Linked DNA regions of Mus musculus: all the other regions are linked to region 1. Evidence: chromatin contacts called from public Hi-C and HiChIP or PLAC-seq data. All regions are on one chromosome and are shown on one strand. The core of a region is the stretch at or near the end of the contact, and the rest is flanking DNA. Distances in the headings are between cores, read along the strand shown. Region 1 has its middle 16 kb from the start of Etv3l. Region 2 has its middle 5.7 kb from the start of Gm24472. Region 3 overlaps Kirrel (kirre like nephrin family adhesion molecule 1). Region 4 holds the start of Fcrls (Fc receptor-like S, scavenger receptor).

Evidence for each region. A called contact is a pair of places that touch in the nucleus more often than the background predicts. HiChIP or PLAC-seq counts read pairs in DNA pulled down with a chosen protein or histone mark.
Region 2: a contact with region 1 is called in a Hi-C map of Sertoli cells, with 3 times the contacts expected there. The contact joins two enhancer-like sites. A contact is called at or near these places in 2 of 15 datasets of contacts at CTCF or cohesin (the NIH/3T3 cell line and large pre-B cells), 21 of 484 Hi-C or Micro-C datasets (B cells, CD4 T cells, the G1E-ER4 cell line and 12 more), 2 of 115 datasets of contacts at active chromatin or transcription factors (bone marrow-derived dendritic cells and embryonic basal ganglia) and 2 of 9 other capture datasets (adipose tissue and embryonic stem cells).
Region 3: a Hi-C map of cortical neurons shows a contact between it and region 1, with 3 times the contacts expected there. The contact joins two enhancer-like sites. A contact is called at or near these places in 1 of 15 datasets of contacts at CTCF or cohesin (large pre-B cells), 38 of 484 Hi-C or Micro-C datasets (the AtT-20 cell line, B cells, the Ba/F3 cell line and 20 more), 5 of 115 datasets of contacts at active chromatin or transcription factors (SST interneurons, bone marrow-derived dendritic cells, embryonic basal ganglia and 1 more) and 2 of 9 other capture datasets (embryonic stem cells and liver).
Region 4: a contact with region 1 is called in an H3K4me3 HiChIP or PLAC-seq map of forebrain, with 5 times the contacts expected there. The contact joins the promoter of Fcrls here to the enhancer-like site in region 1. A contact is called at or near these places in 4 of 39 promoter capture datasets (embryonic stem cells, hippocampal neurons, liver and 1 more), 1 of 15 datasets of contacts at CTCF or cohesin (large pre-B cells), 8 of 484 Hi-C or Micro-C datasets (the P5424 cell line, bone marrow-derived DN2 thymocytes, bone marrow-derived macrophages and 5 more), 4 of 115 datasets of contacts at active chromatin or transcription factors (cardiomyocytes, embryonic stem cells, forebrain and 1 more) and 4 of 9 other capture datasets (adipose tissue, liver, macrophages and 1 more).

What each region holds. Positions count from the first base shown.
Region 1 is chr3:87,563,386-87,569,694 of GRCm38.p6, forward strand. No RefSeq gene overlaps it. Among named protein-coding and RNA genes, the nearest start is that of Etv3l, 16 kb to the left of the region's middle. Within about 2 kb of position 3,021, at least 226 of the 459 cell types and tissues checked have an H3K27ac peak or open chromatin away from gene starts, as enhancers often do. A contact at or near this core is called in the P5424 cell line, SST interneurons, Sertoli cells and 12 more, where this site is marked.
Region 2 is chr3:87,069,394-87,075,702 of GRCm38.p6, forward strand. No RefSeq gene overlaps it. Among named protein-coding and RNA genes, the nearest start is that of Gm24472, 5.7 kb to the left of the region's middle. Within about 2 kb of position 3,973, at least 64 of the 459 cell types and tissues checked have an H3K27ac peak or open chromatin away from gene starts, as enhancers often do. A contact at or near this core is called in Sertoli cells, embryonic limb bud and myocytes, where this site is marked.
Region 3 is chr3:87,094,519-87,100,827 of GRCm38.p6, forward strand. It overlaps Kirrel (kirre like nephrin family adhesion molecule 1), which reads right to left. Exons shown (of 16, transcript NM_001170985.2): 3 at 3,224-3,388; 4 at 1,119-1,268. Among named protein-coding and RNA genes, the nearest start is that of Gm24472, 31 kb to the left of the region's middle. Within about 2 kb of position 4,028, at least 49 of the 459 cell types and tissues checked have an H3K27ac peak or open chromatin away from gene starts, as enhancers often do. A contact at or near this core is called in SST interneurons, brain, cerebellum and 4 more, where this site is marked.
Region 4 is chr3:87,259,903-87,266,211 of GRCm38.p6, forward strand. Fcrls (Fc receptor-like S, scavenger receptor) reads right to left here and starts at 3,622. Exons shown (of 8, transcript NM_030707.3): 1 at 3,543-3,622; 2 at 2,277-2,297. The coding sequence starts at 3,573.

The DNA of each region.
Region 1 (6,309 bases), core at 1,771-4,270:
GAAGTTTGGAGGCTGTCTTAGTCAGAGTTTCTGTTGCTGTGCAGAGAAACCATGAGTTTGGCAACTCTTATAAAGGAAAACATTTAACTGGGGCTGGTTTTTCAGACGTTTAGTCCATTACTGTCATGGCAGGAAACATGGCAGAGTGCAGGCGGACATGGTGCTGGAGAAGGAGCCCAGAGTTCTACATCTTGATCGTAGGCAGCAGGACACTGCCATACTAGGCCTAACTTTAGGATATGAGACCTCAAAGCCCGCCTCCATAGTGACACACTTCCTCTAACAAGGCCACACCCACTCCAACAAGGCCACACCTCCTAATAGTGCCATTTCTTACGGGCCAAGCATTCAAACATATGAGCCTTTAGGGGCCACTCCTAGATAAACCACCACAGATGCTTAGACACAATAGCAGGTGTTCACTCCCCTGAGTTGGTGGCAGTGTGGATAATCCCTACCCTCTTCCTTTCATTTCTTAAGGAATCTTCATGTGTCTCCTTCTGTCAGATGCACTCTATGCTGTTAGGTGGTTCTGTCCATGTAGAAATGTCATTGAATGAACTTGCAGGAAAGCAGATGGCAGAGATCAATCATGGTGAATGGCAGCAGGATGCTATCAAGCAAACACATGGTGCACAAGGCTGCTAACCATGCTGTATACTGCTGGTACTTTGTTGCAAGTAGGGATATGAGCTAAAATTTTTAGAAGAGTGCCTACCAGAGAGCAACACCTTGGTTATAATCATTTTCAAAACGTAGGCATTGCATACCATTGTACTGCTATACTTCACATGAGCAACTTTGCAGCAATTGGCACACATAGTGCGTTTATCTACACCGATTCACCACAAACATCTGAGTCATGGTATCACATTGATCTCACTGGGTCATATGAATCTTTCAGGTACACATACGCTTATATGGCTATATATGCATGTATATACGTATATATGAACATCTGTATATATGCACACACATATAGACCAGTAAATACAATCCAATAGGCATTTATTAAATGTTTATTGTGATTTGTTTCTTTGGTTGGTTGCTTGCTTGGTTTTGGATTTTCTTTATTCATTGAGATAGTCTCACTATGTAGCCCAGGCTGGCCAGGAGCTTGTAATGTGAACTATGCTAGTCTCAAACTTGTAGCATTCCACCAGTTTCTGCTGCACAAGGGCCGGGATTACACATGTGTGCCACCATTCCATGAAATGCCATACATTTCTACTGTGCTTATATATGCACTGCTGTCATAAGGATAGGGACAGAATAAAATTACTGGGTGAAAAATCATGACACTGTAATGGCTTCAGGCACATATCACTCATCTGACTTCCAGAAAGGGATATGTTGTTTAAAACTACATTTATGCACCACTCGCTATGAGCCTGACTGTGGTGGTTGGGATGAAAGTACCCCCCTCCCCATAGGCTCATACATCTGCATGCTTAGTCCCCAGCTGATGAATTGCTTAGGAGGGGGGCAGTTAGGAGGTGTGGCCCTATTGGAATAGGTGTGTACTTGTCAGAGGAAGTATGTCACTGTGGTGGACTTTGAGAAATTAAAATCCCATACCAGGCCCAGTCTTCTCTCTCTCTCTCTCTCTCTCTCTCTCTCTCTCTCTCTCTCTCTCTCTCTCTCTCTCTCTCTCTCTCTCTCTCTCTCTCTCTCTCTCTGCCTTCTACTAGAGGATCAGGATATAAAGCTCTCAGCTACTGCCCCAGTGCCATGCCTGCCTTTGTGCCACAGACAAGCCCCCAGTTAAATAAACATTTAACTTTATAAGAGTTGCCTTTGTGTCTTAGTCAGGATTTCTAATCCTGCACAAACATCATGACCAAGAAGCAAGTTGGGGAGGAAAGGGTTTTATTCAGCGTACACTTCCACATTGCTGTTCATGACCAAGGAAGTCAGGACTGGAACTCAAGCAGGTCAGGAAGCAGGAGCTGATGCAGAGGCCATGGAGGGATGTTCCTTACTGGCTGCTTCCCCTGGCTTGCTCAGCTTGCTTGCTTATAGAACCCAAGACTCCCAGCCCAGGGATGGCACCACCCACAATGGGCCCTCCCACCCTTGATCACCAATTGAGAAAATGCCTTACAGCTGGATCTCATGGAGGCATTTCCTTAACTAAGGCTCCTTCCTCTGTGATAACTCCAGCTGTGTCAAGTTGACACACAAAACCAGCCAGTACACTTGGTCATGGTGTCTCTTCCTTGCAATAGACCAGACCTGCAGCATCCTAAGTGCTTCCTATATGTCATTCCAACCAATGCTAGGGCTTCGGGAGGCAGTCCCTGTTTTCATCCCACTGTGCAGGTAAGGACAAGTACGGAGAGATGAAACCTGCTCAAGCAGATTCCTGCCAAGTGGCAGAGGTTGGGTGCAGACCCAAGCAGTCTCTTTACAGTCTGCCCAGGCATGCCGCTTCAGCGTGCCAACTACAGAGCAGAGACTTCCGGTGTACTCACCAGCAGCCCAAGACCCATTCCCTCTACCTGCACAGAAAGCACAGGCAGTAAAAAGGGGGCTCTTCAAGCACTAGTCTTTGTATGGCTCTAATTTGACAGCAAAGAAAGGCAGCAGTAGGTGATGCGCCCCATAGACTATAGAATACTAGGTCCTTTGCTTTAGAGGCGGTCCATGGTCCTAGAAAGTCAGGATGTCTTAATCCTTCTCTCAGGCTCTGCCTTCTCTCCACCATCTCCACGCCCTGGCTGCTCATGTACAATTCATCAGCTTCTCTGCCAGCCTAATGTTGCAACAGTGCAGGGAGAGGCAGCAGAGGCAGCCCTGAGCGGCTCACAGAGCTGAGCAGCCAGCTTACATAGCACCAATCACAGTCAATTACACATGGTGCATTGTGTTTGCACCAATCACAGCCCTGCCTCTTTCCATGGCACCAATCACAGTCAGTAACACATGGTGCTTTGTGTTTGCACCAATCACAGCCCTGCCTCTTTCGCACCAGCCACAGCAGTCCCTCTGTCAGGCCACTAAAGGAAGTTCTGCCCCTCTGGCCTTTGTGAAAAGGGTTGCAGGGTCATCCAGAGTTCACTGGGGCTGGTGACAGCGACGATCCAACAGCTGCAGATTGAGAAATCAAATAGCCCCATCCCGCAGGTGTCTACTTATGTACTACAGAATGAACACCAAGAGTGCTTCCACGGCTTGGAATTGGTGTTAACAATGATTTTGACAGGCTTACTAGTAAGTACATAATGCCTACCGAAGGGCAGGGTGAGTTCCCTTTATCTGTCTAGCTGGTGTCCTATTTAGGGTTGGTTACTGTTGCTTAAATGAAATATCGTGACCAAAAGCAATTTGTGGAGGAAGTCGTTTATTTCATTCACATTTCCATATAACAGTTCATCACCAAAGGCCGTGAGGGCAGGAATTCAAGCAGGACAGGAACCTGGAGGACAGAGGCTGATGCAGAGGCCATGGAGGGATGCTGCTTACTGGCTTGCTCAGCCCTCTTTCTTACAGAACCAAGGACCACCAGCCCACCTATAATAGGCTGTGCCCTCCCCCATCAATCACTAATTAAGAAAATGCCCTACAGCCAGATCTTATGAAGACATTTTTTTAGTTAAGATTCCCTATTTACAGATAAGTCGATACAGTCTGTATCAATAACAGATTGATCTAACAAAATTATTTAAAAGAAAAATGTAGACAAAATAGTGTGAGGATGGTACTAGATGTCAAGAGAGAAATTCCTGCATAAATTCATATGGACTCCATCATATACCAAAAGTCTAGAAAAATTAACAAGAACTAACATGAGGAGTTACATGTTGGGAAGAAGGGGGCAGATGTGAGAAGTGGGCTTCTTGTGAAGTATAAGGCTATCCTGTGTTTATTTCTGCTGGATTTAGTTTTTTTGAGATAGAGTCTCATGTAGCCTAGGCTAGCCTCAGACTCACTAGGTAGGCAAGAATGGTCCCATGTAGCCTAGGCTAGCCTCAGACTCACTAGGTAGGCAAGAATGGTCTCATGTAGCCTAGGCTAGCCTCAGACTCACTAGGTAGGCAAGAATGATCTCATGTAGCCTAGGCTAGCCTCAGACTCACTAGGTAGGCAAGAATGGTTTTGAACTCTTCCTGATGCCCCCAACTCCACTCCCTGAGTGCTCGGGTTATACATGTGTGCCGATCACACCTGGCCTCATCACGTGCATACAAAATTACAGTAAAATGACACTTTCCCCTGCCAAAACCACAGCACACAATTACGAGAGAAGGCCGGCAGAGTATCGCAAAAGTACGCGTGAGGCTTAAGCAATAATGGCATTGTATTACGAAGCTGCCGTTCTGTGGTAAGGTTAATTATAAAGACGAGTGTGTCATACTCCTTCCTTCCTCTGTGCCCTTTATTATCCATACGAAGGAAGTGACAGCCAGGTCCACACATAACCTCACACCTGCTTCTAACACAGAGGTCCCCACCCTCGAACTTAGACACCTGCCGTCAGGTCCACATGTTTCACTCATTAGTCTAGCATGCACATGGGGACTGTGATGCTCATTCTCGAAGCGTGGCAAGCTCTCAGGCGCCTCAAGGCTGTAACTCTATGGAGCAAGCCAGCAGCATGGTCCACGCAGACAGCAGAGGCCGAACCCTGAGAACCTGGCAATGCCCGTCAGCCTGAGTCCATCTGAGGCTGACTTTGCTTCCCATTCCACATCCCCTTTATCGACACCTCTAAGAGATGGGGATTTAGAGGACGAAATTTCAAAGTTTGATTTTGGAGTCTGTCCAGGAAGCAGGCCTGAGTACCACCCACAGCCAGATGCTTCCGAGGTTAAGAATTTTGCAGGGAGCCCCTACTAGTTCAAGCCATAGCTGAAAAGATTTGAAGGAACTTCTTAAACAATGTTCAGAACCATAGGCTTATCCGTTCAACAAGTATTTAATAAATGCCTCCTAAGTGCCAGGCACTGTTCTAGATTAAAAAAAAAAAAGTTGGATCCTATTCTCCAAAAATAACATTTTAATTCTGATTTAAAGCATTTGCCAAGGGCCAAGAAGTAAATTCCCCCATTACAATCAGTGGCCAACTACCTGCCTATGGCAAATGTACAACTTGGAAGAGATGTGAACTAATGCTGCTGTTAACCTATGTGAACAAATGCTGCTGTGAGCCAGTGTGAACAAATGATACCATTAACCAGTGTGAACAAATGCTGCCGTGAGCCAGTATGAACTGCACAATGAGAAACTACATTCATGAACTCTTAATAGTTTTTATCAAGGGCTAACTAAATGCCAGGTAATACTCTAGAACTTTCTAGTTATAATTTGTGGGGATGAGGTAATCAACCTTGTGAAGGAAGAAGTGGGGTAGAGAGGAGGCACCACAGGCTCCTGCGACTCCTCAGCGTCCTGATCTGCTGTACACAGCATTAGATCTAAGATGGCTCCCGGAACACCAGTGAGACTGCAAAAAGGAACAGAGGCTAAGATGGTGGCTTCTTCCACTGTCTCCATGGAAGTCCTATCAGGTGACAATGTTGCTTCTGACTTATGTCATCCGGCAGGGTTTTCATTGGAGCACAGTGGTGGTGTGGCGAGATACAATTGGCCAAGGATTTAGGGCTCAGGTTGGTTCAGACACTGTATATAGGCTTATGAACTGCACAATACACTCAGATCTACACCCTGTTGCTGGTCTCTGGAGTCTGTTTCCCAGGTTTGCCATGTGACTCCATCGCCTCTCACCCCTGTCCTCGCTCCTGTTCCCACAATATTGGCTAACTTCTCATCATTGTGACAAGATTTCTACTGTAAACAACTTAAAGGAAGATCTATTGGGGCCATAGTCTCAGAAGGTTTAGGTCCTGGTTGCTTGGTCAAAACCATAGGGTAAGGGCAGGGGTGGGGGTGTGTGTGGGGGGGGGGATGTACAGAGAAGACTCCTTATACTCTGTCAGGCAGGAACCTATGAGAGTAAGGAAGAGATAAAAATCAGACACACCTCCAGAGACCTACTTCCTACAGCTAGGCCTCACTGCCTAAAGTTTCCAGAACTTTCAGAAAGACTAGGAGGAGAAGAAGAAATGGGGAAAGATGATAAATTTGGAATAATCTCAAGTATTCCTGAGACATAGAATTTAAAGATGCATAAACAAAGACGAGAAAATGGTTTCATATGAAACCAGGAACACACAAGGAAAGAGTCACACCAACCGTGCTGTTGGTGTTAAAGACACTGACAGGCTACACTGTGTCTCTGTGAGCAGGAGTTTGGGACTTATCCATAAGCATCAGAGAGACCCTATACCCTCATGCCTACCATCTGCT
Region 2 (6,309 bases), core at 2,723-5,222, 490 kb before region 1:
TATAATACTCACTGTGAACAAGAATTCCTTGAAGGGATCTGTGTCTGGAAAGACTGACTGACTAATAGAACTTCAGGGATGTAAAAAGGTTGGAATGGTAGAGATCCAAAGCCAAATTATCTTGTTTTGGACTAGTTTCAGCCCTCTGTACATCAGTTCCTTACCCACCTCTGTGTAGGATCTAACACCCTGTAACTAGTGGATCAGACCCCTTTACGGATCTATTGATTTAGCAGACCATTAGTTTCTACCAACCCCAAAGCTAAGATTGCTGTCAGATGACATCTGAAGCCATAGGAGAGTTTCCCCTTCTTGTGTAGCTGTCCCTCGGCTTATGGTTTCCTTTGTTCTCTTACATACAACTCCACGAACTGCTCTCACATGGCAATACAGAACCTGCTGTTTGTCAGGATGTGATCACTCACATTTGGCTCCAGAATAAATTACTTTTTACTCTCTTTAAGATGGTAGCAGAATTTTTGCACGGAGAGCATAGTAGTGACAATCATGGAGGCAGGGGAATGGGAGTGGCTACTGAGGTGGTGGAGGAGGAGCACTTAATGGGGCATGAGGCCTTCTGTGAACAGATAAGTCCTAAGAGTCTTGGGGGGTGGGGAGGAGCTCACTATGTAGCCCAGGCTGGCCTCGAACTCACAGAGTTTCATCTTCCCTTCCAGTTCCTGCCCCTGCCTCCTAAGTGTTAGGACTAATCTTTAAATAAGAATGACTTGCATGCGTCTTGCTTTTCTACAACGATCTGAAGACTGAGAGGCAGAGCACGTGCTTCCTGGATGTCACATCTCACAAGAGAAGCGCAGCATGGAGGGGAGGTCCCACAGTCAAGGATCTACATGCTTGTTCTAGCTCTGATCTGCAGCTAATTCTTTAGCGGCACAAATGTCATCAGCTGGAGTGTAGCATGCGCTTAGCATACATGAGGCTCTGAGCTCAATCCTGCAGCCCCATCGCTCCAAAAGGCATGTGTTCTAAGTAAAAATAAGTGGTTCATAACATTTCAACTTTGAGGCGCTGGAAAATCTACCTTTTGCCACTATACTGACATCCCTAAAAGACACCAGCATCATAGACTCCAGGTACAGTGATGTTTCTCTGGCCTAAGAATGTGTCAGCATGAGTGTTATTCAGATCCTGGCATTAAACCTATGTAGTCAACCAGTAGCCCTATGCTTGAATGTTTTCTCCCAGCTGCCCCATGGGGCATAAAGAATGGAGAATAGGAGACGTTCCTTGAGGGTCTGACTTCAGAAGCTCAAGATTCATCTATATCTAATCACATATATGAGAGGGACTGACCAGACAAATTCTAGATTTATTCTTCCCATTGGTCCCTTCTTAATCATCTTCAAACCTCAACTAGTTTCAGTAAAAGTCACAGAAAGAAAAAAAACAAAAACAAAACAAAACAAAAACAAACAAAACAAAACAAAACAAAACCCTAAGACTCAGAAAGTTTTGGTGGTGTGTTCAAGGTCACATGGCTGTTAAATGGCATGTATGCTAGAGCCCATGTCTGTTTTCTTAAACCAGAAAGAGTACAGATCTGGATGCTGATCACAGGAAGGGGCTGGTCATTGTGCTCCTTGGAGGCTAATTTCTAAAAATGCCAGAATGGCTCACAGAGTAGTACATACCGCATCTGGACACACTGCAAAGAGCCCAGGTCATAATGGCTGCCATGGCCTTAGCCAAGCACTAACTGTGGGATATCCTCATGTTCATCTTCTAAAGATTTTTGTCTGAGAATCTGTGGTCATCTCTTGGTTCTATGGAAAAGATGGCAGTCAGGATCGTGGTGGCAAATAGACCATCTGTCTCTGCTAAGAGGAGCCAGAAGACAGTATATGAATCCAATGGAGAATAAAGGCAGACGTCAAAACTACAGCCACGGGACAAAAACTGGAAGTAAGCAGATCCAAGCTCAGTAGCAAGAAGAACTATCTTCCAATAATCTTGCCAAAATAATGGTAACCTCCTTTTTTAAAAAGGTAGTAATAACCAGGTGAGCATGAACAGTCACCACCACCACCACCACCAACAGACTGCCCACACTGGGTTACACCACATAAAACCACAAAAGTGAACAATCACTTTTGACCTGTAAAACCAGCCATTTTGAGTCAGGTAAGCATAAGGAATAGCTTAGCAACCTGGGACTCCTCCTGTTAATGACCATCAAACTTAGATTCTATCCAGTCATAGTGTAGTTACATCTGGGTACAAAACTGGGTTAGTTGAACTGGCCTGAATTAGCTTTGAGTGCATGTACAATAAGCCAATTATTGGGTATGCAAATGATTTAAATCTGCTGCACTGTGGGAAAGACATGCACAGTTAGCGAAGGCTCATGTAATCCAAGTCCGTCAGTCAAACTAGAGACCCACCCAAACAAACCACACCCATAGCGACCAAACTCCTTCTCTTGAACCCCGTAAGAGCAACCCCCCAATAATTGTCAGGGTCCTTCTGTACCTCACCCACATGTCTCACTGTCAGTTTTGAGTTTATTCTTTTCTAACTTTTATCACTTCTCTTCTTTGAATAGAGTTTCCCTATTATTTTACAATCTTTGTCTACCTTTATTTTATTTTCAACAAGATATCGAGAGTTCATAAATGTCCAAACTGGACTCTAACCGCTATAACAATTTATTATATCTTTCTACCTCTAGAGTAATTTTCAACGCCCCCCCCCACCACTGTCTTTCCTGTTTCACTGTCTACCAGGGTAGCTTCCCACTTTCTTACTGCTCCTCTCTGAGTCTTCCACACACATTCCTGCCTCAGGCTCTTCACAGCTGCCAGTGCCTTCGTCTGGAATCATCTTGTCTCTAGATAAATGCCCAGCTTACCTTGCTTGTAACTGAACTTTCAGCCCTTTCCTGACCACGCAGCATAAACGCTCACTCTCCTATCTACCCTCTGGGCTTACAGCATTTCATCTGTGTCCTTAGCTCTCCCTTCTCTGGCAGCCAACCTATTTATTGTCTTTTCCCCAGCTAATTCAGTGTGGTTATGAGAGCAGGGCCTGAGCTTTGTTCTTGGTATTGGGTTGATTGAGACTAATACATGGTGAATAGTCAGCCAGCATTTGTAACATGGATGAAAGAATACTTTTATTGATGAGGAAGCCAAGGCTGAGAAAGAAAGGCCAAAGGATTCCTCCAAAGGCACAGGGACTGGGGAGACTGAGACGAGCCCAACCATTCGGATTTCATACTCTATACAAAGTCACACTGTGTCCCTTGATGGGTTTGATGAGGAGCCCATATGTCTTCTCTGAGGCGAATGCTTTTGCTTAATTGGATCAGATGGCCCTGAGCTGCCTACAGTTTTTGAGGTTCTGTATCATATTTCTAAGTATTTATTTTGGTGAGGGAATGAATCATGGGCATTCCGAGGAGAGCCAGGTTTGGGATATCCCTTAGCCCCAGTCTTGTGTAATTCTGAGGAGCCAGCCTCTGCTAGGAATATTGGCAGGGCACTGTTTGAAAAGGTGCTTTAACCAGTGTGTCTTTTGGGGAAAGGGAACACTGATCTGGGTCTCAAAATATGAACTGTCCCCAGGATGAGCCTGCATGGAAAGCACAGGAGAGCAGGCGTCTGCGCAGAGGAAGACAAGACAAAGCTCCCAGTCCAGTTCCGGCTGCAGTCCTGTTCTCCACAGGAGGTTGCCTCTGTGCGGCTAATTACAGCGCAGAAAGGAAACAGGAAAGTGAGCGCTAATGAACTGATTTTTCTTTCTCTTCCCCAGGTGCCTTTTTTTTTTCTCTTTTTTCTTTTCTTCCAGAGAACTGATCCTTTGGATTTAGAAGCCTGGGGCCTGGCAAGATCGGACCTATTAAGCCCAGCTGAACAAGCACTTTCTACTGTCAGGTCATGGCTAGAAGAGTGTCTGCACCAGGCAGTGGGGTGTGTGGTATGGGATGATGCTACCGGTGTGGAATGTAACAGCATCACCAGTCCCAGACAACTCACATTTGGACAGCATCCCACGACTTACAAAAGGCTTTTGTATATCTCATCCCACTAAGTGCTCACAGACGTTCATGGAGAAGGGCAAGGGAGCTCAGAAAAGGGTGAGACTCACCTGCCATGTGAACATCAACCAGTTACACAGCACCGCTTAGCTCTTAATCTAGGCCTCATCCTGGACTTGATACTTCTTCCTGAACCCCGGGGGCAATTGCTGACATTAGCCCTCCGCCCCCCATGTGTAAGATAGGAGCAAACATCCCTTCCCCAAAGACTTCTCAAACCAAGCAGTTTCAGTAGAATGGAGACTATAAGCAATTTATTTCTATTTCACAGAGGAGAAGAGATAGATGTGAAGATGTAATTTTCCTGGATAAACAAATGGTGAAAAGCAGGATTTTAATGAAGATAGCATACACTGGCTTACAGTAGTGGATAACCACAAAACATTAGGCTCTTGGGAGCTAGGGGTATTCAGTGGTAGAGCCCTGTTCAGCACACACAAGCCCTTTGATTAGACTTCCAGACAATATCATAGTAAAATGAAGACACCATCAACACCCATGTTTTATCACAAATTGACATAGGGACCCTGCTTTGACCAATCCCTCAGGGGCCCAGGCAGAGACCACTACAACGCTCTCCACCTGGGACTGGGAGTGGGCACTTAGAAGGTCTTTGCCTTAAAAGAACATCGACTCCTAACTTAGCCTCAAAGATCACAGACACAGGCCAGGGGCTGGCACTTCTGTCTTCGTTGTGGCTGCTGTTGCCCTTTACTTTGGATCACCTGTTTAACTCTACACTCACGTGTGCTAATCACTCAAAGAATGCCCATCAAGTTTGTCTTATCTTCTTCAAGGTTGAAAGTCCAGAGACAAATTATCTTAAACTTCCAGTTGCCCTGAATTCACAGCAGACATTTGCACAGTGGAGCTCTCCCAAGCCCCAGCAGATGAGGGTGACTAGGAAGTGGCCATCTCCTGGGAAGCTGATTGATCCTTTTAAGTGCTGTGCTGGTCTGAATAGTTCTAAACTCATGTGTTTGAATGCTTGGCCCATGAGGAGTGGCACTATTAGGAGGTGTGATTTTGGAGTAGGTACAGCTTTGTTGGAGGAATTGTGTCACTGTGGGGGCAGGCTTTGAGGTCTCCTATGCTCAGGATCTGCACAGTGTGGAATCCAGTCTCCTCCTGGGTCCTGTAGTAGTCAGCCTCCTTTTGCTGCCTTCAGGTCAGGATCTAGAACTCTCAGCTCCTTCTACCTGGTAGCTTCCATGCCTGCCTGGACACTGCCATGCTCTCACCTTGATGATAATGGACTGAACCTCTGAAACTGTAAGTGATTCCCAATTAAATGTTTAAGAGTTGTCTTGGTCATGGTGTCTCTTCACAGCAATGAAAACCCTAACTAAGACAAGTAGTGGGCAATGATCAGGACTTCTTCGGACCACCTTACAGAACCAGGACTGAGAAAATGATCAGCCAGACCGTACTTTAATCAGCATTTCTTAACCATACTTTTTGCCTATCCACCCCAGTTCTTCCTCTGTTTAACCTAAGCCTCATGTTACTACTTTGTAAACCTAGGAGTCCCTGGATCTCTTTATTTATTCTTAATTGGGCCACATCAATTAGATCTTCTCCTCTTTCTTCTTTATCTTATCCATCTCCTTAATTGTTGTATAGGTAAGAGTGGCTGAACCTACCATGTTCAGACCTGTGAGGGCCAGGTTTTCACTCTAGAAATTCTGACAACATAATTAATGGGATGTTGTTCCTAAGACAGGAGAAAAAAATGGAACAATGAAACATTTTGGTCTGGAAGTGACATATTACTTCCATTTATAGCATATTGACCAAAAATAATCAAGTCAGCGTTGTCTGTCAGTTAGGGACTCAGCAAGAGAACTCTCAGCACTAGTATACACTGGCCACTGCTTCTCAGCTTGGCCTCACCAGAGCCAAAGTTCTTCATGGAAATCTGTACTTCTTCCAGCTTGAGCACTGGTTAAATTTCCCTATTTCACAGATTTGACTGTTTTTCTCCTCTATCACAGCATTCCTCCAGAACACGGGGATCAACTCTACTGTACTAGGCGATGGGATGCTGAATATTGCAGACAAGGTTTGGTGGCACTCATCTGAAATCCCAGCCCCCAAGAGGCAGAGCCAGGAGGAGTGCCACAAGTTTCAGGACCCCCTGCTCCACATAGTGGGTTCTAGGCCATTTTGTACTATTGAATGAGACCATTTCAAAATAAATATAGGCATATGACAAAGTAATGCATTGCTCTGCCTCTAAACCTGTTATTAAG
Region 3 (6,309 bases), core at 2,778-5,277, 470 kb before region 1:
GAAAGAGAAAGGGACAGAGAGTCAATACAAAGGAAAGAGAGGCTCTCAGACAGAACAGTCCAAGTAAGGAGAGAGAGAGAGAGAGAGAGAGAGAGAGAGAGAGAGAGAGAGAGAGAGAGAGAGGAGACAGAAGCACCAAGAACCATGACCACTGAGCTGCGGGGATTGTAAGACCTGAAGATGGGCCTCTGCTGCTTCCCCTTCTGTTCTGTGTGGAGGAAAGTCATCTCGTTATTCAGATGGCCCAAAGCGTGCCATGGTGACATCTACTCTGTCCCCTTGTGGGCTACCGCTGGGAGCTCAACCCCCACACCCAGCTTGTTTCTTCTGGCTCTGTTCCCCTGTTCCCTGATGTTCTAGGGAATGTCTAACAAGAGAGGAACATGCTGAGGGAAGGAGCAGCCAGGCAGGCTCGGTCGAAAGGGAAAAGGTCTGGGGTTCAGGGAGAGCAGAAAGCTGGAGAGGAACAAGCAAAGTTCTCTACACAAACCAGACTGCAAAACAAACCAGGAAAAGTATGGACTAGGTCTCCATCACCATCCTTTCTCAGGGCAGAGATCCCTGTCTGCACAGAGGCTCTGAGTCCTTAGTGTGATCTGGGCATAGGTTGGAGCACAGGATATCAAGCTTACAGAAACTACAGTACCCAGTAAAGGCTAGCATAGCACAGCCTCTTGCACACTGTATGTGCTTTTAGGTTTGTTTGTTTTACGATTTTTTTTTTTCTTTTTGAGGCAGGGTTTCTCTGTATAGCTCTGGCTCTGGCTGTGTGTGTGTGTGTTTGTGTGTGTGTGTACATGCACTTGTACCACATTATATGCATGCGCTTGCAGAAGCCAGAAGAAGGCAGTGGAATCCTCTGGAAGTAGAGTTACTAGTAGTTTTAAGCCATCGGATGTGGGTGCCAGGTACTGAACCCAGCTCTTCTGCAAGTGATTTTAACCACCTGGCCATCTTTTTAGTTGATGGCCCTAGTTGATGATGAAGTTCATGTAAGGAGTTGCTGAGAAAGAAAAACCAGGGAGAAAAGAGACATTAGGAGAAAGGCAAGGCTAGGGAAAGTTTGGGACGTTGAAGAGGGAACTGGAAAATGAGAAACCCAGCTTGGGAGTCATTACTGAGCACGGTGAGTTTGGCCCGCCGAGAGCGCAGGGCAGCCTCCGTGGCCTGGCACTCATAGGAAGCGTCATCAGACAGCTCGGCATCTGTGATCTCCAAGTTGTATTGCCCAGCATCCGCAGAGCCCACGACCCGGTACCGTGGCCAGGCTGCAGGGACAGAAAAGGGGAGACTAGAGTAAGACCAAGTCTTGAGGCCTCGCCCACTCCGCCCTCCACCCAAGACTCATTGTCTCCCCAGCTTCTCCTCACAGCAGAGCCCACATCCCTTCCAGGAGAGGTCTCCTTCCTTCTCTCTCCTGCCTACCACTGTCAGGTCAGGCTGTGAGGTACCAGACACAGACTCCATAGCTGTGGGACCGAAAAGCAGGAGGGATGATGAGGAAGAGAGAGAGAGAGAGAGAGAGAGAGAGGAGCAGACAAAAATCTGAAAAATCTGCAAAGCTGTTGGCTGGCAGATGTCTCTCATATGGATAGCAGAGGAAGAAAAGAAAAGTTAACCAGCACGGAGAGCAGAGAGAGGGCGCTGGTAAACATGGGGCATCTCAGTACTTACGGGGCGCTCTGTGTGGCTCACAAGGCCTCGCCCTCACCACACAGAGAGAATAAATAAGGTTTACTGGCTTCTTAAAGGACAATCCAAATGATATTTCTACTCCTCTCTAAGACACAGGGTGGGCCTCTGTGCCCGATCTGCCTTGCTTACAGGCTCCCGCTAACTCCCACCCAAACACCTACCGACCCCTCCCACTGCCTCCCTCTCCAGAGGCTATGGATTCCTCTGACTGCATATCTATCGACGTTGCTCTTTCTCATTTTCTCCCTCATCAACAATAGATCCGTCAAATCCATCTCCTTTCTTTATAGATTGTGCCATGCAGATTTCCTCGGCCTAGACACACAACAAATAATCTCACCACCTTCAAAAATAATAAGACCAGAAATATGTAGTCCCCCAACCCACTCGCATCATTACAGTGCCTCGTCGCTAACGATATTATCCTCAGAAAGCCCGTTCTGCCACTCGGCACAGAAGCCAAGGATGCGCTTTTAAGACAGGCAGGCTGTGACTGTTAAACCTGCTTCACAAATCAGCTAACCAAAGCAGAGCGGGTTTGCCTCAACTCATTCAGCGGGCAAGTGGCCGAGCTGTAATGAGGGCCAGGTATCTTGACTCTTTTTTTTTTCTTTTTCTTTCTTTCTTTTTTATTTGTTTTTGTTTTTGTTTTTGTTTTTTTTGAGACAGGGTTTCTCTGTATAGCTCTGGCTGTCCTGGAACTCACTTTGTAGACCAGGCTGGCCTCGAACTCAGAAATCCTCCTGCCTCTGCCTCCCAAGTGCTGGGATTAAAGGCATGCGCCACCACTGCCTGGTTGTATCTTGACTCTTTACCAAGAAGTGCTTCTAAGGGTTTCTGTGCTATCTGTGGGATATAGAGGGCTGGCGCTCTTTGTCTCCAACGGAATCTTTACGCTTTCTTCAGCACCGGCTGTATAGCTTGTGCTTAACAAATGCTTCTGGAATAATTAAACAAGAAGGTGCTTAGGCTGATGGTGTCTAAGCCGACACGGACCATGTAGGGGGCAAAGAAAAGCACGAAGCGCTCAAAAGGCAGACAGGGAAGGAAGAGATGCTGTAATTATAACTAAAACAAAAGCAAAAATAAACCAGAAAGGGCAGACAGTGCCCGAGCATACCATCTCGGGCATACAGGGGGCAGGGCAGGCTTCGCTAACCCAGCTCCTCCTGCATGACCTGTCTACAGCGCCCCACCGTGTGGGTGTGTCCCTGACTCCATCTAAAGCTCTCAATGTAAAGTCCTGTTTCCCTTGATCTCCCAGGCTGCACACCACCTTTCCTGGGCCAATTCACAATCTGAGGGAAGGAAGAGTTGGCAGGTAAGAGTGACAGACCTGAGGAGTCAGGAACAAGGAGAGGGAGCGAAGCCAGGAATCTAGGCTGAGAGCAGGGAGTAGGATTTCTGGGGGCTGGAGGCTGAGCAGCTACCACGCACCTTCCTTTCTGCTGCGCTGGGGATCAGACTCAAGGCCTTGCACATGCTAGCTTGCACTCTACTGAAGGTGCCATCCCAGCCCACTACTCACCTTTGAGGCCCTGGCCCATACCCAGGGCCAGCCCGTCCTTGGTCCACTGTACAATCCCAGAGTAGTTAAGGAGCACACACGGGAGCACCGCCCGCTGTCCGGCCACCACAGTCTGATCAGCTGGCTCCTGGCTGAAGCGAGTCTGAGTCCCGGGCAAAGCCAAAGCTAGCAGTGGGAAAGACAATGAGTGAGGAGGGTTCCTCACAGTACCCCATTCTTACCCTGCATCCTGTGCCACGTAATTCCTTTACTTCATAATCTCTGGCTCAGGGCCCCAGGTATAGGTCTAAGGTTCTGGAGGGCTTAGCAACCACAGAAATGGTTTGGCACTACTTAAACGTCTTTGGATTGGTCCTGATCCAATTTTGACCATTGACGTCCAGGGAGCAGCGCTGACCTAATGACCACCCCCACCCCCACCCTTAACGGCGGCACTAGGTTAGAGTTCAAGCCCTTGCTGTCCAGGTCCTGGGCTGTTCTCCACAACTCCTGCCTCTGCCACCTCCCCTCAGAATGTTCATGGATGACACATCCACAACAAAGGAGACTCTCAGGCCACTGTCCCTTTCTCCCCGTGCCGTGTGGGCCAACAGATGTGTTCATCTTTACCAGGACAGCATGTCTACTTGTGTGCACTGACGGTTCCTGGGCAATAGTGTACCCAAAGCCGAAGAGCCCTGAATGCAATTCATGGAACGCTGGCCCTGTTCCATGTGTTTACCCTTGACCCAAGGGCTGGGGCCCAGGGAGGGACACACTGATACATCTTGCATGCACACAGCCTCCTGCACCATGGGAGCTGAGACAGTGTGGGACTTTGTTCTGTTCTCCCTCTGGCTCCGGGAGCCACACATGGCTGCCTGGCTGGCAGCTTGGCCGGGAGCATTTGATTAGAGAACTGCAGAGTAATTGCCTTTAATTGTGGAGCCTAAATGGAGTAGGGAATTGGATTGCGGATTTCTTCTCTCTTGCTCCCACCAACGGGCTTGCTTCATCACTGGCTGGTCCCAGTGGTGCGTCAGGCCTCCTGCACACTGTGCACAGCACGGGTGTGGGCATTAGCATCCTACGATGGGCTATAGGGAAGCAGAGGGACTTTTGAGCGGGTGGCAAAGGGTTAAGTTGGAGGCTTCCTTGCCACAGCTCCAATGGGTCAGCCCAGGCAGTCAAAATAAGCTCTCTTCAAAGCTTTGACTTCTGGTTCACCTCTCCCTCCAGGTCCCTGGGTCTATAGAAGCCACAATCCAACTCCTCCCAAACCTAGCCTCTCTATTCCTCCTCTCCATTTCAAGACCTCCCTCCCACTCAGCAGAGAGGCTTCTCCCAGTTCTTGTTCTGGGATCAAACCCAGGGTGCTCTACCACTGAGCAACACCCCAGCCCGGAGTCCCTAGTCAACCCACTCCTTTCTTTTCTCCCCTTCTTTCCAAATGTGGTCCCACATTCGCCTTTCTGGAAGGTCCTCCTAGGCTGCGTCCATAGCCCCTGTGCAGGCATAGCTTGTCCCACCACTGAGCCTCGCTGTGGCAGCTCTAGCGACAGGATTTCCTGTCCAAAGCCGTCAGGGATTATGTCCCTGTTTTTGTCCTCGGGAGGTAGCTTGTTGGTGGAAGCGTTTGCCCTATCTGTTCCACTAGAATGGAACTTCTCCTCATTTTGGGTCTCCTGGAATCTGGTGGCCAGAATAGGACACAGGGGCAGGCTCTGTCCTTGGTTAAGTGAGACAATGAATGACTTTGGATCTGAGTGGGGCCAGGATGTTAGAAAAAAAAAGGTCCTTTTTTGAGTGTGTGTGTGTGTGTGTGTGTGTGTGTGTGTGTGTGTAAATGGCTCCCCAATTCTGTAGAACTGGCACCCCATCCTGTCTCTTAAAGAAGAAGAAGAAGATTAGGCCCATCCACATCTCCAGAGACAAGGTAGCAGGTGTTGAGATCCGGGAGGAAGGCTTGGTCAGGTGAACAGCTAGTGTTATCAAGTCAAGCATTTGCATATATGATTAGTTAAATTTATTCATATCCTTGCACGTTCTTGAGTGCAGCTATGTGCTACAAACTCTGTGCTCCTGTTTCTGTTCCTCACGGACCCTAGAGTCCAAGTCAAGGGCTTGTGAGAGGCATGGCCTGTGAACTTGGATCAGAGTCTGGTTGATATTTATAGCTTTTCTACATGAAGCCTGAGTGATGGTCTCTTACTGGCATCCCCAGAAGGCGGTGGGCAGCTGGCTGGGTGTTTATTTGCAATGAGGTCAATGGGCCTTTGGTGGGATGGCGGTGGGACACACCTGGAAAACATGGATCTCGCTGAGGTGAGAAACAGACAGACCTGACCTGGCGCTTCCTTATCTGGTCCTCTGCTTGCTCACTGCGAGATGACAAGTCTGGGCGAGTCTGCCAAGCAACCTTCCTACTCAAAGGCTGGGAGAATCAGCTTAGGAGAAGACTCAAGCTTTCCAAGGTCTCTCTGCATCACTTCCCAACCGAGTGGCCCTGGCCAAGCCACCCTCCGAACCTCACATCCTTACATGAGAATGATAATGTCTCCTCCCCGAGCTTCTGTGAAATCAAATGTGGTGCAGTGGATGCCAGGCCTACGAAAGGCTTTTGCCCGTACCTACTAAATAGCTGTGAACACTATTTACCCCTGAACAGCTGGACAATCAGAGGTACACACTAGAGACTCTTCCAGAAACCCAAGAAGGAGTGACAGAGGATGGTGTCTGCTTCTCTGTGACGTTTGAAGTAAAATCTTTTTTCTTCTTTTTAAATTTAGCCCCAGTGGAAGCAATTTAGTCTCAAAATGGAATGGAAGCAATGACCGGCAAAGTCCGACGATGAAGGAAATGTGGGGGAGGGGTGTTCCTCCAAATTTGAATCCACAGGAAGACCACTTTCTGTACCAAAGTCACAGGCAGTATTTGGTGTCCCCAAACAACTCTGCAGCCAAGACAGCATATGGGGGGGGGGTGGAAGAGAGAGAGAGAGAGAGAGAGAGAGAGAGAGAGAGAGAGAGAGAGAGCACAGATGTCATGGGTAGTACTTAAATCAACTTTTGACTAGAGAAAACTATAAGCCTGACCTAACTTTATTC
Region 4 (6,309 bases), core at 2,372-4,871, 300 kb before region 1:
TCATTGAGATAGCACAGGTGTGGAATTACAGCTATTCATGAAGTTAAGGCAGGTAGATCACAGATTCAAAGCTACAGATGAAGTTTAGGGCTAGCTTGGGTGACTTAGCAAGACTATGACTCACAATAAGCAGTAAACAGGGCCAGACATAGACAGCTTAGTGGTGGGGTACTTACCGAGCACATGCAAGACCCTGGACTTGAGTCTCAGTACTCCTCTTCCCTCTACTAGAAGATTCCATGGGTATCTCCTTATACCTATTGGTGTGGCCTCAGATCCCCCATGGCAACGATGATTAACCCCCTCTGCTTGTCTCATGCTTTGGAAACCTTGTAGAGTAACATGATAAACTCCAAGTCCTTCTCTTGTGTGTCGTTATCTCTTGATAAAGCCAGTGGGGTCACAGAGGCTCAAGCTCTGGAATCTACATTTCCAGTCTCTGACTACAAACTCTTTCAGACAAATCATTGCCATGCTTGGCCCTGTAGGGTCCCCTCAAGGAAGAAGTGGGGCCTCTACTTACTCAGGCCATTGCTTTCCCTAGAGGACAGTGGTCATTCAGTGGCGAATGGATAGCTCAGGTGTTTTGGATCTGCCACAGCAGGAGAAAACACAGAAGAGCAGAAAGGATCCTGTAAACCTCTCTGAAGACAGAGGAGCTCACCAGCATGCTGCTCTGGCAGTCTGCCCCACAGCCTCCATCTTCCTACAGAAAGATTTCAGTCTGCAAAGAGCTCGAAATTCAGCTTCAAATGCCAGGTTGGAGATGTAGTGCACTAGGGAGGCAGCATGGCAAATGTCTGTTGCTCTGATAAAAAGGCCAGACCCTGTTCTGAACACAGCCCTTCATCAGAGAGCACCACTCCCGTTCAGAGTGAAATAAGACGCTGCCCAGTGTAAGTGAAGATACAGTACAAAAGCCATGGTTAGTGCCTGCCCAGCTTGTCCTTCTGACTCCCAAGGGCCTGTCTCAGGAAGAAAAAGCTAAGGCGCTAAGGCACCTATAAGGTGTAGATGAGGAACAGTGAGAACTTCCTAAAGCATATGGCACTCCAAAGCCCATCTCATGAAGATGATCATCTCCGATGAATTTCCATTCTTCCTTCCTTCCTTTTTTTTTTTAAGATGCTGGGGACCGAACTTGGGACCCCACACATTCTGCTCAGGCCAGCTCAATTCACCTTCTCATCCTCCACGCTGTTGGGTTTATGTATGTATTTCTCATTGTTCACATATATCCATGTACACCTTTTTGTCTATACCGTGTTTGAGCTGCTCATTCAGATGGTTTCAGTAGGACAAAGTGTCCAGTCAAGCTCAAAGGTACCTTCTGATTGGCTTTGAAAGATAATGGGAATAGAGATAGATGGCAGGGCACAAAGGTTGATAAAAGAAGTGGTGAAGGCCAAACTGAGAATGATGGAAGGGCTAGGAGACAGAGAAACATGGTAGCAGTTTTCCCTGAGACTGAAGTAAGGATGTTAACTGCAAGACACTTGGGTTAGCGGTCTTCATTTCTGAGATTTTACTTGGAGCTGTATTTCCTCAACATGGCCACAGTTATGCATCTATAAACTTTTTACCACAATTTCTGAAGGCTCACTGGATCCCATGAGGTTGCTCTAGAGACCTCCCCAACCAAGTAATTTAAAAACATTCTTGTTTAAAATTACAAAGCTGGGCACACAAGTATCATCTTTTCTCCATGTTGTAGAATGAATGTGTTCTCAAAGGCTTAAGCAAGGAAGAAAGTATAATTTCCCAGGCTGCCATGAAACTAAGTGACTTCTTAATTTCATTATATTAAAATTCCAATAAGAAAAGGAAAGCACATGAGGCATTGGATTGTTTATGTCCCAATGGGGACCTAAGGGTGTCCTTGCCTTCTGCAGAGCGTCTCCTCTGCCACAAATGTACTCTCAATTGCCGCTTGCGATGGGCATGAGAATCTTTGTCCCCATTGACTACACAGATGCCTTTCCCTGTCCTGTCTGCCAGGTCAGCAGCGAAGGGGAAATAATTCATTGCCTTGAGAGTCAGGACATGGTCTTCTTCCTATCCAGCAATAGCTGGCAAAACAGAGGTTGTGGCATACCCTGGCCCTGCTGACCAAGGGTGAGGAGTGAGGTGCCCTAATCCTGCCGCTCTCTTCACCCTAACTCTGACTTGGATTCCTTCTGCTACCTTCTGCTAAGATGGTTTGCTAGGCAGAACCTCCCATGCCCAAGAGAGTGAGGTTCTGGAGATGTAAAGGAACAAAGAGAAGACTTGCTCACCGGACTGGACTCCGACAGGAGCTGCAAGGGAACAAAGGCAGAGAGATTACACAGGACCAAGGGCTTCACACTTTTTCACAGGTTCTGGCCCTCCGAGGACTCCCAAGCACTTCCCTCTCTTTTTCCTTTTGCTTCTTCCCCCTCCCCTTCCCTTTCATCTTCCCTCCTTCAGTTCCTCTATCTTTTTCCTCCATCTTTTGTTCATCCTTCCTTCTCTCACTCACAAACAACATTCCTACAGAACCCAGGATTCATTTTTATAATTCCAATCATGTTATAGCTGGTTCTTTTCCATTTCCAGGAGTTTGTCTTTTGCAAGCAGAATTTCAAGAGTTTCAAGTCGCCTACCTTTTCAATTTAAATGGGTTTTTTTGAAATTAAAATAAAATTAAATCATTTTCTCCTTTCCCTCCTCCCCAACTCTTTCTCAAATTTATGGCTTCTAATTCTCTCTCTTTCTCTCTCTCTCTCTCCATATATGTATATGTACATACACACATATACATCTCTATATAATACAACCTGCTCAATCCATGTAATGTTACTTGTATATATATGATTTCAGGGCTGACCACTTGGTATTGGATAACCAGTTTGCGGGCTCCACCTTGAAACTGTCCAGATTATTTTGCTTAAGAGAAATTACCTACACAGGGCAACCTAGGTGCCAGGAATGGGCCTGCTTATATTTCATTGAGGTTAGTTCTCTTCCTTTCTGCCTTCTAGACCTCCTGCTGTGTATGGGGCAGTGTAGATATGCTCCTATGATATCAACTATTATCAGCCAGGTTTGAAGTCTATGTAGTGTCTAAATGTATGGAGATATGAGCTCAGCCAAAAATGGTGGAGCCTGAAGTAGAGTCCGGGCCTTGGGTGTAAGATTTATTGGGCTGTGTATGTGTTCACTCTAACAGAAACCACCTTTGAAGCTCTTTTAATGAAAATTTACTGTTTTTACAGAGATCAAACAGAAATAATAGAGACAAATCACCAGCCTTTAGTAAGAACACACACACACACACACACACACACACACACACACACACACACACACACACACACAGAGCCTTTTCCTTTTCTTGGGAACCCTGCTTTTCTCAGTTCCCATTTGCATTATACTTGCTAATATTGGATCAGAAGGAGAAACCTAGTGCTACCCCTAGCCCCCAGTGGGGAGATATATGCTCAGGAAGAGTGTCTAGGGCTGACCAAGCAGAGGGAGTCCCACCCTGGCACCACCCCAGGCCTTTTGAGCATCTTACCTACCGAAGACCAGAAGCAGCAAGCACAGAGGCATGAGACTCGAGGCAAGTAGCTCCCTTTGAGACAGGTGCAGCTCAAGTCCTTAGGGCAGATGGACCACAGATCTGGGATAGAACACTGTGGTTCAGCAGGGATCTGAAATAGGAAAAAAAGGAAGTGGCAAAGTTGTCTGTCAATCAGTCCATACCCCAACCCAATGGGTGCTGCAAAAGCAAACGTCCTTCCTCTTTACAGACTTGCTTAGATATTTGCTCGCTGGTGCGACATGCTTCTTCCTGCGTAGGACGCCTTCCTTTTATAGATAAGCTTTCTACTGCACTTGCCTTTCCAGAGAATACTGAGTTTGGGGCCCACTGAAATTCAAATCAGGTGCTTGGTAGTTTTCAAAATGTAAATCTCTTCTTAGTAGTCAAGAGACAGTCCCTACTAAGCAGCACCGTTGCCAGAGCTGGACTGACTCCTCTCCAGCGGTCAGTCCAGACTAGGTGGTAGAAAAATGACAACTTGTAAGAAATGGTGACAGGTTTAACAAGTTATTGTTCGGTAGTATGCATGCTCTTGGTACCCAGAAGGTGCATTTCCTGCTCAAAACTTCCTGTTCGGGAGATGATTGGTCAGATACAAGTAGGAATGAAAAGCAGGATGGACACAGTATGTCTACTGGAGGGTTTCTCTCTGAACTGTAATAGAGTGGTCTGAAGGGCCTCAACTCACATAGGAAAGATTCTTCTTCCACTCCAAATAATGTGGAAGGACATAGGTGCTGGGAGGTGGGTGTTGCACAACTAGCTGTGCTGGTTGGTTTGTGTCAACTGAAACAAACAACAGTTGTCTGGGAAGGGGGACTCTAGACTGAGAAAATGCTTCTATGAGAGATGCCCATAGGCAAAGAAGTAGTGCATTATCTTGATTAATGATTGGTGTGGGTGGGCTGAGATCACAGGGAGTTGTACCATACTCCTGGGCAGGGAGTACTGGACTGTATAACAGGTTGAGTAAGCCATGGGGAACAAATAATATTCCACGATGGCTTCTGCTTAAGTTCCTGAGTCTAGGTTCCTGCCCTGACTTTTCTTCATGATGAACTTACCTGAAACTATAAGCTGAAATAAACTCTTTCCTTCCCAGATTGCTTTTGGTCATTGGGTTTTTTGATAGCAATATAAACTCTAATGAAGACACGAATACACCATACACACAACTGATGGGTGGTTGCAGGGACTTTGAGATCAGCCTACACTGGAGTTCCCCAATGGCACCCTACAACTCTCTCCACAATTTGAGTAAAACTCATGTGTGTTGCTTCACTGTCTTGGTGTGGAGAAGACTGCTGGGAGAACGGTAGCATCATTTGAAGTAGAAACTTGAGGGCTTTCTGGAAAGCCAGTTGTGTTAGACAGTGATTGTTGAGACAGACACATAAAGCAGTGGTTTTCTAAAGTGGATGCAGGTGGAAAGATGTTTCATGAAGGCAGACTCATAAAAAAACCTCATAAGCAGACACAGGGGAAAAGATGTTCTGTTAAAGTAAACACATACGAAGACATATGATAAAGGACTTCTTGCTAACAACACACGTATATTGGCTCACCTTATATTGTGTAGTTGAGCTCCATTTGTTAGGACTCCATAGGAAAAAAAATGCACCAAAAATACCTTTTGATGATATGTTGCAGCTCCGTGCCACTATTTTTGGAATCAGGCAGATAGACAAAATGATGTCAACTGATCCAGACTCATGCAAAGTTTTGTAAAGACAGACTCACGTATTGAGACAAGACATGCAGTGAGATAAGACCCATGGAGGATGCGTGATGTTTAGAGGAACTAAAATAGACCACGAGAGCGGCTTGCTTTAGAACTAACTGTACAACACCTTTTGGTCTCATGTCTTCACTGGTCTTCACTTCGCTGAGAGAGACAGCAAAAAACTTCTCCTAGCGCCCCAGTTGGTCCTGACCCTGCTGAATTGTGCTGTGCCTATCTGGCTGAGACCTGGATATCTGTTCAGTCTTACCATTGCCGCTGATTCATGTTTGCTATCTCAACTATAAAACTGGACTGCTGGTATATTTGTAAAACATTTGCGAGTAGATTAACCTGCTTCTGCTGACCTATAAACTAAACTACTGATTTGCTAACAACACAGATGACATTTTCTGGAAAAAACAATTCCCAATCAGGTCTGCTTTTCCCATATCCTTTCCTTTCCACTGCCTGTGGTACCGGGTGGTAGACTGAAAGAGAGGTTAAAACGTTTAAAAACCATCCTTAAAGTTAGACTTAAAAAAAAATAAAAGTTACAATCATTAAAGTAATGGTGATTTTCTCTATGTTGAATGATATTTAGAGCTTCAGGGAGCAGATTCAATGAATGTAAAAATGGCCCCTCTCGGGACACCAGAAACTATAATTGGAAAAGAAGTTCCTCTGGCAATTCTAGGGGTACAGATTTCTTCCTGTGTTCATCTTCCAATGGTGCATCTTTTATGCTGGAATCCTATACCCTACCAAACCTGATCCATGGACACTGTTATCAAAAGATTTTAAAAAATGGAATGGCTCTAGCACAGGCTCTGAAGGCAAGCCTGGATCGTGTGACATGCCTGGACAGTAGGTGACAGCCACAGTGAGCAACTTTTGGTCCTATATTAGGTCTGGCCTCTGGCTTAAGTGCATGTGGAGAGACTCAGGGTTCATCTATAGACACAAAAGCATCCTACTTATAATAATAATTCAATCTTGCACTGTTCCAAAGCACCCTTGCATA